Regions from separate parts of the Macaca mulatta genome. Here region 2 is linked to region 1. A link is a contact called in public Hi-C data. All regions are on one chromosome and are shown on one strand. The core of a region is the stretch at or near the end of the contact, and the rest is flanking DNA. Distances in the headings are between cores, read along the strand shown.

The links. A called contact is a pair of places that touch in the nucleus more often than the background predicts.
Region 2: a contact with region 1 is called in a Hi-C map of fetal cortex germinal zone, with 2.2 times the contacts expected there. The contact joins the enhancer-like site here to the promoter of DTX1 in region 1. A contact is called at or near these places in 7 of 14 Hi-C or Micro-C datasets (CD4 T cells, blood, cortical neurons and 4 more).

Annotation. Positions count from the first base shown.
Region 1 is chr11:120,297,354-120,304,474 of T2T-MMU8v2.0, forward strand. It overlaps DTX1 (deltex E3 ubiquitin ligase 1), which reads left to right and starts at 3,193. Exons shown (of 11, transcript XM_077955293.1): 1 at 3,193-3,420; 2 at 3,926-4,989. It also overlaps a transcript of CFAP73 not described here.
Region 2 is chr11:120,400,290-120,407,410 of T2T-MMU8v2.0, forward strand. DDX54 (DEAD-box helicase 54) reads right to left here. Exons shown (of 20, transcript XR_013401468.1): 15 at 6,639-6,863; 16 at 5,711-5,853; 17 at 5,511-5,624; 18 at 4,713-4,817; 19 at 4,004-4,323; 20 at 1,429-2,074. It overlaps CFAP73 (cilia and flagella associated protein 73), which reads left to right. Exons shown (of 8, transcript NM_001194263.2): 7 at 540-628; 8 at 1,637-2,212. The coding sequence ends at 617. Among named protein-coding and RNA genes, the nearest start is that of CFAP73, 11 kb to the left of the region's middle. Within about 2 kb of position 4,597, at least 4 of the 40 cell types and tissues checked have an H3K27ac peak or open chromatin away from gene starts, as enhancers often do. A contact at or near this core is called in cortical neurons and fetal cortex germinal zone, where this site is marked.

The sequences.
Region 1 (7,121 bases), core at 1,943-4,442:
ACCCTGTCTCTACTGAAAATACAAAAATTAGCTGGGCGTGGTGGCACGTGCCTCTAATTGCAGCTACTTGGGAGGCTGAGGCAGGAGAATCGCTTGAACCAGGGAGTCGGAGGTTGCAGTGAGCTGAGATTGCGCCACTGCACTCCAGCCTGGTGACAGAGCAAGACTCCATCTTAAAAAAAATAAATAAACAAAAAGAGGAAGAAAGGAAGGAAGGGAGAGACAGAGGAGGGGAAGGAAGGAAGGTGGGAAGTTTCATACATGAATGCATAGATGAATGGATGAATAAATGGATGGATGGATGGATGGATGGATGGATGGATGGATAGATGATGGCTGGGTGGGTGTATGGATGAATGGATGATGCATGAGTGGGTGGATGGATGAATGACTGGATGGGTGGATGGATGGAGGATGGGTGGATAGATGAATGGATAGATAGGTGGATGGATGAGTGGATGGTGGATGGCAGAACAAAAAAAAAATGAATTAGTCTCTTTCTGCCATCTTTCTGAGCTGCTATAATGGTGCATGTGAACATCCTGGCCAATGCTCTCAATAGCATCAACATGCTGAGAAGAGAAGCAAACACCAGGTAGTTTTAGGTTGTGTTCCAAAATCGTCATCTAGTTTCTAAGTGTGATAATGCAACTTAGTTTATATCAGTGACTTTGAAATCATCAATAATCACAGAGCTAGAAAAATCACTGTGGACCTCACAGGCAGGTTAAACAAGTGTACAGTGACAAGCCCCAGGTTGATTTGCAACTCAAAGATCTAGAAAAATGGTACCCCTATCTCCTTTGGTTTCATTGTCCTGACAACCTCAGCTGGTATCAGGGACCATAAGGAAGCAAGACAAAAACACATAAGGGGGAAAATCCTGGGATTGTTTTTCTAGGGATGTAATAAATTTATATAAATAAAATGCCTCAATGGACCAAAAAAAAAAAAAAAAAACAGTTCATGATTGATTGCTTTTGTCCTATTGACTTCCTCATTGGCATCTGAGCCATCCCTCCAGTGAATTGTGGGCTCCTTGGTGGCCAAATTCCTTCCCTCTCCTTGGAAATCTTTTCTCCCCAAGTTCCCTGGGAGCAGTTTTGCATTCCCAGATGTTCCAAACCCAGTTGAGAGGGGCCATTAAGGGCCACACTGCACCAGATCCTCAGCTGGATGCCATCCATTAGTCACTCAACAAACACAGAGGCAGCATGGTGCTATGGGAGGTGCAAAAGCATTTGGGACACAGATCCTAGCTCTGCCACTTACTCCCTGTGGGAACTTGGGTAAGCTACTTAGCCTCTCTGAGCTTCAGGAGGTTTTCTGTTTCCATGTGTAAAATGAGGACAATATTACCTTCCTTGTGGGGCAGTTGTGAAGAGTAGTAAGTATTACATAAGTGCCTGGCACATAATAGGCACTCAGTAAATGACACCCTTATGTAATGGGCACCAGCCATACCACACCAAGATGAATATGATGGCTATCTCACTCTAGCAGGGACAGATTTCATTTAAGAGGCTAATTGTGACACAGGGTGTCATGTCAAGTTATGGGCAAAGGAACACAGAGGAAGATGGGATGAATTCAAGAAAGGCTTCCTGGAGGAGGTGACATTTAATCAGACCTTAAATAGCATTTGACAGGAAGTCCAGAGACTTGTGTTCTTTTTTCCAATTTGCTGCTAAATCACCATGCGACCTTGAGTCAATCTCTTCTCCACTGTGGGGTCCCCAGATCCTTCTATAACATAAGGTGGTTGAGCATCTGCTCTGAACCTGTTCAGTCATAATATCCTGGGAGAAGAATCTGCTGACAGCCAGTGCCCTTCTTCCCAGACACACAAGACACACAACGCCTAGACACACAAGTTTGCCTGTAATGGGAGAGGGGGACTTCATGGACCCCAGAAGGCCATCCATGGACCCTAGGCTAAAATCCCAGAACTCAGTGATCCTGTGGGAGTATTGTCAGTACTGTCATACTGCAGACTTGGCCCTGCCGTATGCAAAGCCTCTCTCTGTAGTCTGCAGCAGGAGAAAGAAAGCAGAATCATTGACCCAATATGAAAAAGCCCATCCAACACTGGGCTGCTGGTCAGAGCAGGGGCCTGGGGAGGGGAGGTCCCTCCAGCAGGCCGGAGAGCCAGAGCTGGGTTCTGGGAAAGCACCCCTGAGCAGCCTGCCCCTGCCCCTGCCTAGTGTATCCCCATCTGCCCTGGGGAGGCAGGCGTGGGCTGCTCTGGGCAGGCGCCCAAACAGGTCACTGACCTCCGTCAGCCACCCAGGCTAGAGTTCCCGGATGCATCCTTCATCTTCCCCAATCTAAACACCCAAAGGCCCCGGGTGGTCCACCCCCCTCCCAGCCGACGTGTGTCTCAGCTGCATCCAGCTTGCTGGAGGAGAGAGGAACCGGCCATCCCATTAACACTTGAGTCGCTGCCATTTCCAGTCTTCCCTTCCATCCAACCAATGCTCACCCACCATTTATTGAGCACTAGTTGTTTGCAGGTGGCTGTGAATGACATGGCAGAAAGCCTGCCCTTCTCTTCCTCCAGGTTCTTACCTCCTGGCCAGGGTCCCCTCCGCTGGTCCCACCCCCTCTCACCTGGAGCAGGTGGGTGCTTTGGGGGAAGTGGGCTTAGGGCTAGGAACTGGGTACTGGCAGGAGATTCAGATTGGGGTTGGTGTCTGGGCACCGCTCTAAGCTTCTGTGATCCTGGGCCTGGGTCTTACTCTCTCTGGCTTCAGTCTCCTCATCTGTACTCTTCAGATTCCACGGTTCTATCTGAGTCTGAATCAGGCCTTGTCAGCACCCTCCCGCCCCCAGTAATAGTTAGAGGAGGAAAGGAGGCTAGCTCTGAATGCTTCAAGATCTTTCTTTAGACAGTCTCTGGATCTTATTCATTCATTCAAGCATTTATTGAGCACCTACTCAGTGCCAGGCCCTAGACTGGGAGACTGGAAATAAAGATGACAAAGATTCAAGCCGGCGACTCCTAAACACCCCACTCCCTGCCTCAAGCCCTGCTTGGGGTCAGAAGGCCCCTTGGGTTCTCGGGAAGGCCTGGCCGAGGATTTGGGGCGCCCTGAGACTCGCGTGTCAGCGCCGATGGCGCTCAGGGCCGCGATCTGTCTCCTCCCCTTCCTCCTCCTCCGCCCCCTCCCCTCTCCCTTCCCGAGCACTGCCGAGGCCGCCTCCCACCCGCGGGATCCCGGCGGCCGCCAGCCAGCTCCTGCGTCCGTCCGTCGGCCGAGCAGTCTGTCCACGCGCGGAAAGCTCGGCGCGGCGGCCGAGGGGCCTGGGAGGGAACGGGCGCGGAGGCAGAACCGCGGCTCCCTCCCACTCCGGGGGGAGCCCAGAAGGCGGCGGTGCTGGAGCGCGAGCCGGAGCCGGAGCCGGAGACGAAGAGAGGCGGTGAGAGCGCGGGTGCTTAGGGACCCCACCCCCGGCTCCAGCTGGGGGCCCGCGAGCGGCTCGGCGACGTCTGAGCTGGGGAAGGGGGGCTGTTATCCCCAGGGCGGGAGGCAGAGACGGTCCAGCTCCTGGATTCGCCCCCTCCGCGACGCGACCCCCGAGGGGCCCTGGGCCGCGCCTGCAGCTCCGTTCATCCCCTAGCTTCCCGACGCATCCCCGCGCACCCGGCATACCCCCCGGCAGGGTGAGGGCCCCAGGGGAAGGGAAGGCTCTGGGAGCGAAGGAGGGCACCCCCCAGGCGGAGAGTCTCTGAAAACCGCGCCCCCGGCCCCAGCCCTCCCTCCAGGCCTGCCCCAAGGGAAAGCGGGCGGGGCGACCCCGTACGCCCCCCTTGCTGTCCCCCTTCGGTCCCCCATTGTTCTCAGCCGAATGATCTCCTGGGAATGGGGGAGGGGGTGCTGAGCTCTCCTCTTAAAGGGCCCTCTCCCCTCTTGTCTCCTGGCAGGTCGCGAGCACGAGTGGGGTGGGGCGTGCCCACGGGCCCCCGCCCCCCTCGTCCCCCTCGTCCCCCAGCCCAGCTCCGGAGCCGCAGTCCAGGCGCACCCCCCGGGGGTCCGCGCCGCACCCCTTCCCCGTGTGTTCTGCAGCCACCCAGGCCTTCCAGGACACCGTGGAGAGGGAACAAGGGGGCAGGGACGCCCCCTTCAGCAGGAGCCGTCGGAGAAGGGGGCCCGGACTGGAGGGAGGCAAGAAGCCCCACTGAAGCCAGGCGCAGGGTCTGGGACGCGGTTGGGAGTGCAGAGGGCTGACTGAGAGCCGCAGGAGCAGCAGGCTGTGGCCCAGGCCTCCTGGGTGACAGGCCCTGTCTGGCGGGGAAGAGGGACCAGAGACAACACTGAAGAGGCTGGACCTAGAACGGGGGCGGCTGCCTCACTCCCTACCTGAGCCAGCCGAGGGGGCCAAGGACTTTAGAGCTGTTTCCTCCAGCATAAGAGAGACACTTGCTTTCCAGGGCAGCACCCTTTATCCGAGAAGGCTCTGCAGGGAAGAGGTCTTTGCAGCCTGGATGGCCACCCCACATTCCTTTAACGGAGGCCTCTAGGCCTCAGAGAGAACCCAGAGTTAGAAAGGAGGCCAGACGGTCCTTGCTGTCCCCCTGGGGAGAGAGGAAGTTGCCGCCTGCTGCCAGGCCCAGGAGTAGCTGGGCCTGCAATAGTGGGGGACCTGGCCCCTGAGGCAGTGGCGGCCATGTCACGGCCAGGCCACGGTGGGCTGATGCCTGTGAATGGTCTGGGCTTCCCACCGCAGAACGTGGCCCGGGTGGTGGTGTGGGAGTGGCTGAATGAGCACAGTCGCTGGCGGCCCTACACGGCCACCGTGTGCCACCACATTGAGAACGTGCTGAAGGAGGACGCTCGCGGCTCCGTGGTCCTGGGGCAGGTGGACGCCCAGCTTGTGCCCTACATCATCGACCTGCAGTCCATGCACCAGTTTCGCCAGGACACAGGTGAGTAGACTCCCCACCCACCCCATGCCACCCGCCCTGCTGAACCACCACTACCTTGCAGCGTGGGCTGCAGAAAATCCCAGTAAATCTGATCCCAAATCCCTTCCCTATCTCCCTGCCTCACCTCCAGAAAAACAGGGCAGTCTAACCTTGTCCAGTTTAAGACTTGGATTCCAGTACAGCCTCTGAGCAAGTTGTAGGGCCTTGGGCAAGTTGCTTCCTCTCTCTGAGCCTCAGTTTCCTCATCTGCATAATGGGTAGATCAATATCTCTCACAGCTGAGTGAGGATTAAATAAAATGGTGCTCACTGAGCACAGAATCTAGAATAGCAGTAGCATGTGATTGTAGAATAAGGGCTTCACATGCACTTCCTCATTTGATTTTTTCCAAGAATCACAGGCAGTAAGTCTGTTTATTGTTGTATTATTATGAGTCCCATTTTATAGATGAAGAAACTGAGTCTCCCAGAAGCTGAATGATTTAAACTCAGAGCTGGCATTTAAACCCAGGTGGTTGAATTCCAGAGCCAAAACTCTTAACTGGTATCCTGTACTGGCTCCAAGTGTTGGTTTGGGGGGTGGAGTCCTGCTGGTGGTAATTAATTGGGGATGGGGGGCGTTGGTGGTGTTGATGGTGGGGGGGTGGCAATGATGGAGGAGACAGTGTTAGCAGTTGTGTTGGTGGTGACTCAGTGATAGTATTGATGGTGGTGGGGTCTTGGTGATAATGGAGGGATGGATGATGGTGACGTGGCAGTGTTGGTGATGTCAGTGCTAGCGTTAACCCTGGAATTCATTGGTGTTGGTGACATTGACAGTTGTGTTGGTGGTGGTGCTGGAAGTGGTGTGATGGGGTGGTGATGATGGAGAAAATGATGTTGGTGGCAGTCTTCGTGGCCATGTGGTGTGGCTGGTAGCCCTGTGTGTGGATGTTACTTCGTGGTATTGGTGATCCTGTTGTAGTTGTAATGATGGTGATGTTGATGGTTGTATTGGTGGTAATGTGATAGGTGATGATGGTGATAAAAACGATGAGGTCCCACTCTCAGGCCTACTCTCTTTTGTTCTGGAGATTTGTCATTGTTTGGGAGATCTCCCTGAGTCATTGCCCGGTGGCACCTGTGACAAGCTTCGTCGGCAGTGGGGAGTGGTGGGATCCTGCCGTGTAGAAGCAGCCTAGAAATCCTTGGCACGTTTGACCCCCCAAGGACCAGCTGATGGGGTTTGGGGAAGTCCCTACGAATTCCTGGATGTCAGAACCACACGTAATAACCCCAGGCTAGTAGGGTGCTCTCCTTCTCTCTAGAGCTGTGCCAACCAATACGGTAGCCACCAACCACATGTGGCTACTTAAATTTACATTAATTAAAACTAAGTAAAATGTAAAATCCAGTTCCTCAGTCTCACTAGCCACACTTCAAGTGCTTGTAGCCACATAAGTCTCGTGGTACCTTGTGGGCCAGTGTAGATCCAGAACATTGCGTTATTGCAGACACTTCTATTAGACCGTGCTAGTTAGAAAGAAGGCCAGCCTTTCTAACTAGCACAGTCCAATAGAAGTTTCTGCAATGATTGGACGTTCCAATAGTCTAGAACATTGCTTGGTACCCACAGGGTGCTTACCATGTCTAGAAACACAGGTGAATTCATAACAAATGGCTTATGGATGGTACAGATTAGTAGGATGGTACAGATTAGTACATCTATGTTTCCGTAACTCCAGGCATTGACCACCATCACTGGTGGTGCCAATTGTTTGTGCATTCCATCATATGATTATTTATTGATCTCTGCTGTGTGTCCATTTCTGTGCTAAGCACTGGAGTACAGCAGGGAGCAAGACAGAGTCGTCAGTCGAGGTTTCCTGCTGGAGGACCTACGCTGAAGTTCCCGGTGTGGTCAGGAAGCAAGCAAACATACCACCGCAGAGACAATCAGTGTCAGATCTGAAAGCATGAACTAAACCCGGCCCAGAGGTACTCAGGGAAGGCTAGCCTGAGAAAGTGATGTTTGAACAGAAATCTGAAGAATGAGTGAGGGCACCAGTGTCCCTGGCAGAGGGCACAGCCAGTGCGAAGGCCCTGGGGTGGGAAGGAGCAGAGGACATTTAAGTCCGTTCTGTTTGAGATGCATCTCCCACCAAGGGGAAGATGGAGCAAGACGCAGCTGAGCAAGGGCCAGATGTACAGGCCTG
Region 2 (7,121 bases), core at 3,347-5,846, 100 kb after region 1:
TATTTTTCTCCATTTTTGGTGGAGATAAAGTTTCCTTCTCAGTTGTTGATACAATGACGAATATGAGGGGAGCCCACAGATGGTTGTAAGTTCACCCTCAAGTCCTAGTTTTTACAATAGATCCATGGCATTCATTAAGTTCATATTCATACAGAAGTTAATTAAAACACAATAAAGGACGGCCACCCATGGAGATAAGAGTAGATCACAAACCAATGAATATGACTGATCCAGGTACAAGAAAATAAAGCTGATTGATATAAATGAAAATACTAATTGGACAGTGCAGGTGACAGCAGCAAGGAAGCTGTGAAGGTGTCTGCTCACGCAGCAGTTGGGAAGGTTGGCCTGAGGCTTTTAAAACGCAGAACAGTTTAGGATCTCAGTCACCGCCTCTGGGAACCACCATCACTGCTGTTCTTTTAATGAGGGGGTCTCCAGTCCCCACCCTGCCTTTTGGCCTCCCCGCGTGTTGAGGGATGGGGGCTGGACAGTGGCTCTGGGGCTGGGATGTGACTTCGTGGTGGGCTCCCCCCCAGGTGAAGCTGTTCATGCAGGACCTCTCTGCCATGCTGGCTGGCCTGGGTCAGGCTGAGCCTGCGGCCCCTGCCTCCTAGCCCTGACCCAGGTGAGTAGCGGGAGAGGGGATCCCTAAGAGACCCTGAGATAGGAGGGCCCCCATTTCCATTGGGGTGTGGACTGAGTGGCTCTTCCTGAATCTGTTTCCTCATTGGGAAGATGGGAGGGCTGTGCCTGTTCAGAGTGCTGTGGGCCTGCCATGAGGGCACATAGCAAGCACTCAATAAGTACATGCCCTGATGAGGAGGTGATGGGAAGGTCAAGGGGCTATGTGTGGGGCAACTGCCTCTAAAATGAGATCAGACCAGGCCCTCCCTGCCAGGGTGGCTGGGGCATGAAAAAAGCTCTTTGTCAGGTCTCAGAGCAGGGTCCATGCTAGATGAGAGATCACCAAGGCCCCTCCACTATGGACTCTGCCAGGTGAGGGGCCCAGCCTGAGAATTCAGCTGCTAGGGCCACCCTTGACCTTCTCAGAACCTCAAACAGGGGGTGGGTGGTGAGAAGACAGAGGGCAGGCCAGGTTCTGACCTCCAGGTGTGGAGGGGCCGAGTTAACCTCTTCATAGCCAGAGGGGAACAGCTGTGCCCTTGCCCCGGGGCTGCACATCCTGTTCCCCTCCCACAGCCCACTCCCAGCTGCGACCATGTCCCGGTGGGAGGAAGGCGGACCAACTCCCACCTCCGGCACCTGGCTTGTGCTCTGAGCCTCAATTTCCTCATCGCTAAATGGACACAGCAGCAGAACCTACCCTGGGGAGACCCACAACTCCTCTGCCACATTAGCTGGGATTTTAGTACCTGGGTCTCTCCATTCCAACTCCCCAAGTAGACTGCACTCCTGGCCCACCAGCAGTGCTCAACAAAGATTTATTATATTAAAAATTCCATCGCCAAACCCTGAGGCACTCAGGGCTCTGACTGGTGCAGCCATGACCTCTGAACCCAGAACACATGGAAGCAGCAGCAGCTGAGTTGCCAACTCAGGTCTTGGCCTGCCTGGCTTTGCTGCCGAACTCCTACACACCCTTCAAGGCCCTGCTCAAATGTCTCTGTCTTAGGCTGACGCAGCTGCTGCCCTTCCGTGGCCATACAGTGCTCCTTTTCACGGACGATGGCTCCTGCAGGGAGTGCCCCCAGTGCCCAGCACTGGGCCAGGCACACAGTGGTGCACAGGAACGTCTGCCGATGCCCACCCTAAGGCCAATCAAGGAGCCACGGAGCTGGGTCCCGGTCCTCACATCCTCTTCCGCATCTTGCCCTTCTTGGAGCGGGCGACCCGGCCGAAGGCGCCCTGCTGCAGCTCCTGGACGCGGCGGCGGTTGCGGGCAGAGAGCTGCTTGAGGCCACCACGCTGCAGGAAGCGCAGCTTCTGGGCCCGGCGCCGCTGCTTCAGGATCTGCTGCTTGGTCTTGAGTTCCGGGCGGACGCAGCCTGCAGGGGTGCCTGGGGTGTGGGGCCGGGATGCACCTGCTGGGACAGGGATTCAGGGAGCTCAGCTGTCGGAATCACTCCCAAGATCCCCTCCTCCCAGAAGCTCGCAGACTCCTTCCCTGTCCCTACTCCTGTTCTGTGCTTCTTGCTGTGGCCCAGTGTCTGTACACAGTAGGTGGCTAATAAAGTTTTAGGCAGCCTCATGGAGTGGTCAATAACACGGGGCCAGAACTGCTGGGGTTCAAATCCCAGCTGTGACCTCTTGGAGCCTGGGCAAGTCAGTAAACGGCTCTGTGCCTCAGTTTCCCCATCTGTGAATTATAAATCACAGCACCTCCTTCATGGGTGAAGAGAAAATGCATTTCCATGGTATCAAGTGCTCAGAACAAGGCCTGGCCCATAGTGAGAGCCTTTTAGGCATGACTGTTACTATTAAAAATTCTCCAACCAAGGAGTGTATGTTTCCACAGCACACCTACTGCTACTGCACGCTCTGAGGCCCCCCATAGTAACCGAAACAGACCTCAGCCTCTGTCTCCATGGACACCATGCTCTAGGCTTGTTAGATGAAAAGAGGGTGTAGATGAACCTTCCTTTAGGTGGGAGAGGAATCAGAGAAGGCCAGAGAGGGAGAGGGACTTGTCTGAGGTCACACAGCAAAGCAGCAGCAGCAGAGGTCAGCGGCCCTGCCCTAGCCCGACAGGTGGGCATCAGGTAGTCCATTCTTCTAGTTCTCCGGGAGGCAAGCACCACCCTCCCTGGCTCCCACTAAGTCCTGTGTCCTCCTCCTCCTCCCCATTCATAACAGCAGCCTCCCCAGCGCTCCTAGAGGGATGACCATTGGGGTGTTCCCAGCTGTCTCCAGTGGAGCCAGGGTGCCTCGCAGGACCTATCACCTCCAATGAGGACAAAAAAGGAAGAACAGCTGCTTTCTCCCAAAGCCCATAGGTCGCCCCCATCTCCCCAGCCCCTGCCCGCCCACTGCACGGCACTGCTCACAGCAGAAGCTGCTGTTTCACTCAGGTAAAAACAGGCTGAGAAGTGAGGTGTGGGTGGTCCCCACCCAGCCACGCTGACAAGGAGACACTCCCACAGATGGGAGAGCTGGAGGGGGAGGAGCCACAGAGAACAGGCCCAGGCAAATGCACGCAGGCTCACAGAGACACCCAGAGAAGGCAGTGACCAGCCCCAGAAGGTGGAGGGACACAGCAGTGGGTAACGCCATCTGAGAGAGACCCAGGACATGGTCCCAAACTCCCCTCTCCCCAGGGAAGGTCCCAGGTGGGAGCCTTGGGCAGCTGGGTGACTCAGGTTCAGTCACAGCCCTCATAAGGCACCTGTTTCCCGGCCTGTAAAATGGGTATTCGCAGTCACCTTGCCTCCCAGGTCATGTGTGGCCTTCCAGGACACAGCCTGCCTGCACCCAGCAAGTGGGAGCCCCTCCCTGACAGCAGCCCTTAAGCACAGGCTCTGGTAGACAGAGCCGGCTTCAAATCCACCTTAGCCTTTTACTGGCTGAGGGACCCAGGCCAGATTAAAGAGGTCGAAGTCCTCAAATGACCAAATGTACTATTTGCCAACCCACATTTCGAGGAAGTATCTTCCTCAGCATCCCCCGTGATCGCCTCCTCCCGGAACCAAAGCTGCTTCTGACTGCGTCTTTGGTGACATGAACTTCCCCACAGCATTGCTAAAAAGAACGTCACTCCTGAGGATGCCACAGGGGTTCAATTCATGCCCACTCTGTCAGGTCGAACCACATGCAGATGCCATTTTTGCAGGTGAAAATGGCCCACATAGCAGCATTCCCACAAGGTTCCACCTCCCGAGTTCTCTAGGATTTTAGACAATAGGCTTAATTAGGTGAACAGGGCATCTACCAGAAGTCATCCCCGTGGCTTCATCTGTGAAGTGGCCAGAGGTCGGGGACAAGGCACCTGAGGGGCACGGTGCTTCCCAGCGCCTGTCAGGTGATGCTCGTGACCATCAGAGACCGGGATAGTAGGAAGGGGGAACCTGTGGGTGTGGGGGTTGGGTGGGGGGATCATGGAGGGACCCAGGGTTTTGGCAGCATACCCCAACACACCGAGCTCTGGGGCTCTGCAGTAGCCCCTGCACCCGTGCCTCAGTGTTACCCTAATCTGACCATAACTGCTCTACCTACCTGTGCACCCATACTCCCCACCCTCCCTGGCTCTCACCTTGGCCACGGCCTCGCTTCCCACCTCTTCGCTCTGGGCCTCGCCGGTCAGATGCTCCTTCTTCGTCCGAGTCACGATCATCAATTTTCTGTTTCTGTTTCCACTTCTGATAGCTGGGAAACCTCGTTAAGGAAGCTGCGTGAAGCCCCTGGGACGGGAGAAGGCTCCTCCCCACACCGCCCCAGCAGACACAGTTCTGTTATCCCAGTCGCGGCTGAAGCTGCTGGGCCCGCCCCCAGCACACAGGTCCCACTTACTGGAGATGCGGCTGCTGAAGCCGCTGGGCCCGCCCCCAGCACAGGTCCCACTTATTGGAGATGCTGCTGCTGAAGCTGCTGGGCCCCGCCCCCAGCACAGGTCCCACTTATTGGAGATGCGGCTGCTGAAGCCGCTCAGCTCCGGCCCCTCATCCCCGGCCCCGCCCCCAGGTCCCACTTAATTGGAGCTGCTGCTGCTGAAGCTGCTCGGCCCCGCCCCTCCCTGGCCACGCCCCTCAGGATACAGGTCTCGCTTGTAGGAGCTGTTGATGTAGCGGCCACTCTCTGTCTTAATCTTCTTCTTGTCTTCCTGTCCTGACTTTCCCACAAACCGCTTCTTCTTACGGTCCCTGCAGGAGAGGGAGTTGGGACGGCTGCCGTGGAGGGAAACGCTTGGAGTGCCGGTTCCCGCTCAGGGCCTGTCTCCTCACCCGACCCTCTTGTCAGGTTGTTGGAGCATTAAAAGAAAGCAGTGCAGCCATGTCTGGCATGCAGTTGGCGCTCAATAAAGGTCAGAGGACTGCCGCCAGCACTGGGGCCTGGCTCAGGGACAAGGGCCTCCTGGAGGGTTTCCAATCCCCTCCCCCTTTCCAGCTGTGACCCTTGGTTGAGTCACATACATTCTCTAGACGCTAGAGTCCTCCTGAACAAATGGGTCCTGAGCCCTGTCTAGAAAGACTTGCCAGCAAAAAGGATAGACGGGGTCAAGATCTCTGTGGTGTGTGATCAAATCAAGGTGACAGAACAGCCAGGGGCCATCACACCTGCTGTGAGTGGTCACATGGGGGACAGCCAGGTCATAATCCAGGCTGTCCAGGATCAGATGGGAGTGAGGACGTCAGGGAATTCACCCTGCCTGCTGGCATGAGGGGCAGCTCACTCGCTCACTCACCCCAGGCAGGGATGATGGAGGGGCAGCTAACTTGCTCACTCACCCCGGGCATGGATGGGCGGCTCACTCGCTCACTCACCCGGGGCATGGATGGGTGGGTCACTCGCTCACTCACCTGGGGCATGGATGGGTGGGTCACTCGCTCACTCACCACTTGAGCTGCTGCCGGCCCCTCGTCAGGTTCTGGGCTTCGTCCCCCATCAGGTCCAGGACAGCACCAGCCACCTGCTGCTCGAAGGCTCCCCCTTCCCCGCTGATGCTCAGGCTGCAGGGGGAAGGTGGGAGACCTAACTGGATTGATGGGATCCAGCAGACCTGCCTGCCCCACCCAGGACCCAGCCAGCCACTCACCCCCGCTCGCTGTCGAAGTCCTTGGGCCGGTAGGGGATGTAGAATTCCTGGTCCCGCTCCCAGGCCTCCTCCCTCCGCCTCTTGGCTCCCCTGTTGGGTCCTGACCGCTGCCGCTTCCGGCCCATGACCTCTGAGAAAATGTCCTGGCAGAGCACGGACCGAGGCCCAGCGTCATGCCTGTAGCCCCCTGGGGAGTCCCCACAGCCTCCCTACCCACCACCCTGGCCACAGGGGCCAGTGGCTTCCCGGGGACTTTCAAAGCTTCACTTTGCCATTTCTTAGCTGGGTGACAGTGTCTCCTGTGGGACCCTCAGTTTCCTCATCTGCACACACAGCGCAACCCCTGCCTCAGGGACCAGCAGAGGCAGGACAGCTAGGTAAGGGAGAGAGTGCCGGCTGGGGGAGACCCAACTCCCCATTCCAGCTCCGCGCTCCAGGCTGTGTAACAGCCGGCCCTGCCCCTCTCTGCGCCTGGCCTGCTCTGAACAACGTGGACTAGGTCAGGGGTCTCCAGCTGGTCTTCTAGGCTACTGAACCCTCTGTCTAAACAAAACATGAGAGAGGGACATCCTGGGGGACACGCAGGCCCAAGACCCACCTACCAGGTGAATGGGACACTTCATGGTCCTCCCTCTGAGTGAGACCCGCACGTCTCACTGCAGAAGCCCTGATGTGTTTGGTGGCTGGTGATGCCCTGGACCCCACTGAGGGTGTCATGTTGTACACAGCTTCTCAGGCTAAAGATCTGGCCCCAGTTTTAAACGAGGGACAGTGGACAAGAACCATACCCCGACTCTGCAGATGGGAAGCTGACAGCATCCACCTCCATCCACTGCTCAAAGCCCCTAGAACAGCTTCATGGGCTGCTGCGACTTAGCCACCCCTTCCCTGTACCCCAGGTCCAGGGTCCCCAGGGTGGAACCTGTACCTCCACACTCTCTCTCGCCTCCTCCTCCTCCTCCTCCTCTTTCTCAGGCTGCTTCTCCTGCAGTGCTGGGCAGCTCGGGGCTGGGCCCACTGGGCCCTCCTGCTGCTCCTGCCTCCCCTGCTGTCCCTGCTGGAAGCGGGCGATGGCCTTGTGGTCCTTCTGCCGCTTGGCGCGCATCACCTGACTGCACAGGTCTCGGCTGGAGGCGTTGATCTCAAATATAGTCTGTGGAGGGGACACCCAGTCCTTTGCCCACCAGCCTCCTACCCCTAACCCCACCCTTACCACTTGGTGGGCTCCCTATTGGCATTCTTCCCCAAGTCTTCCCCAGTGTCCAAGGTGGGCACTCTCATTATCTGCACTTCACAATTAGATAGACCCAGGCCAGGCGCAGTGGCTCATGCCTGTAATCCCAGCACTTTGGGAGGCTGAAGCAGGAGGATCACTTGAGGTCAGGAGTTCGACACCAGCCTGGCCAACACG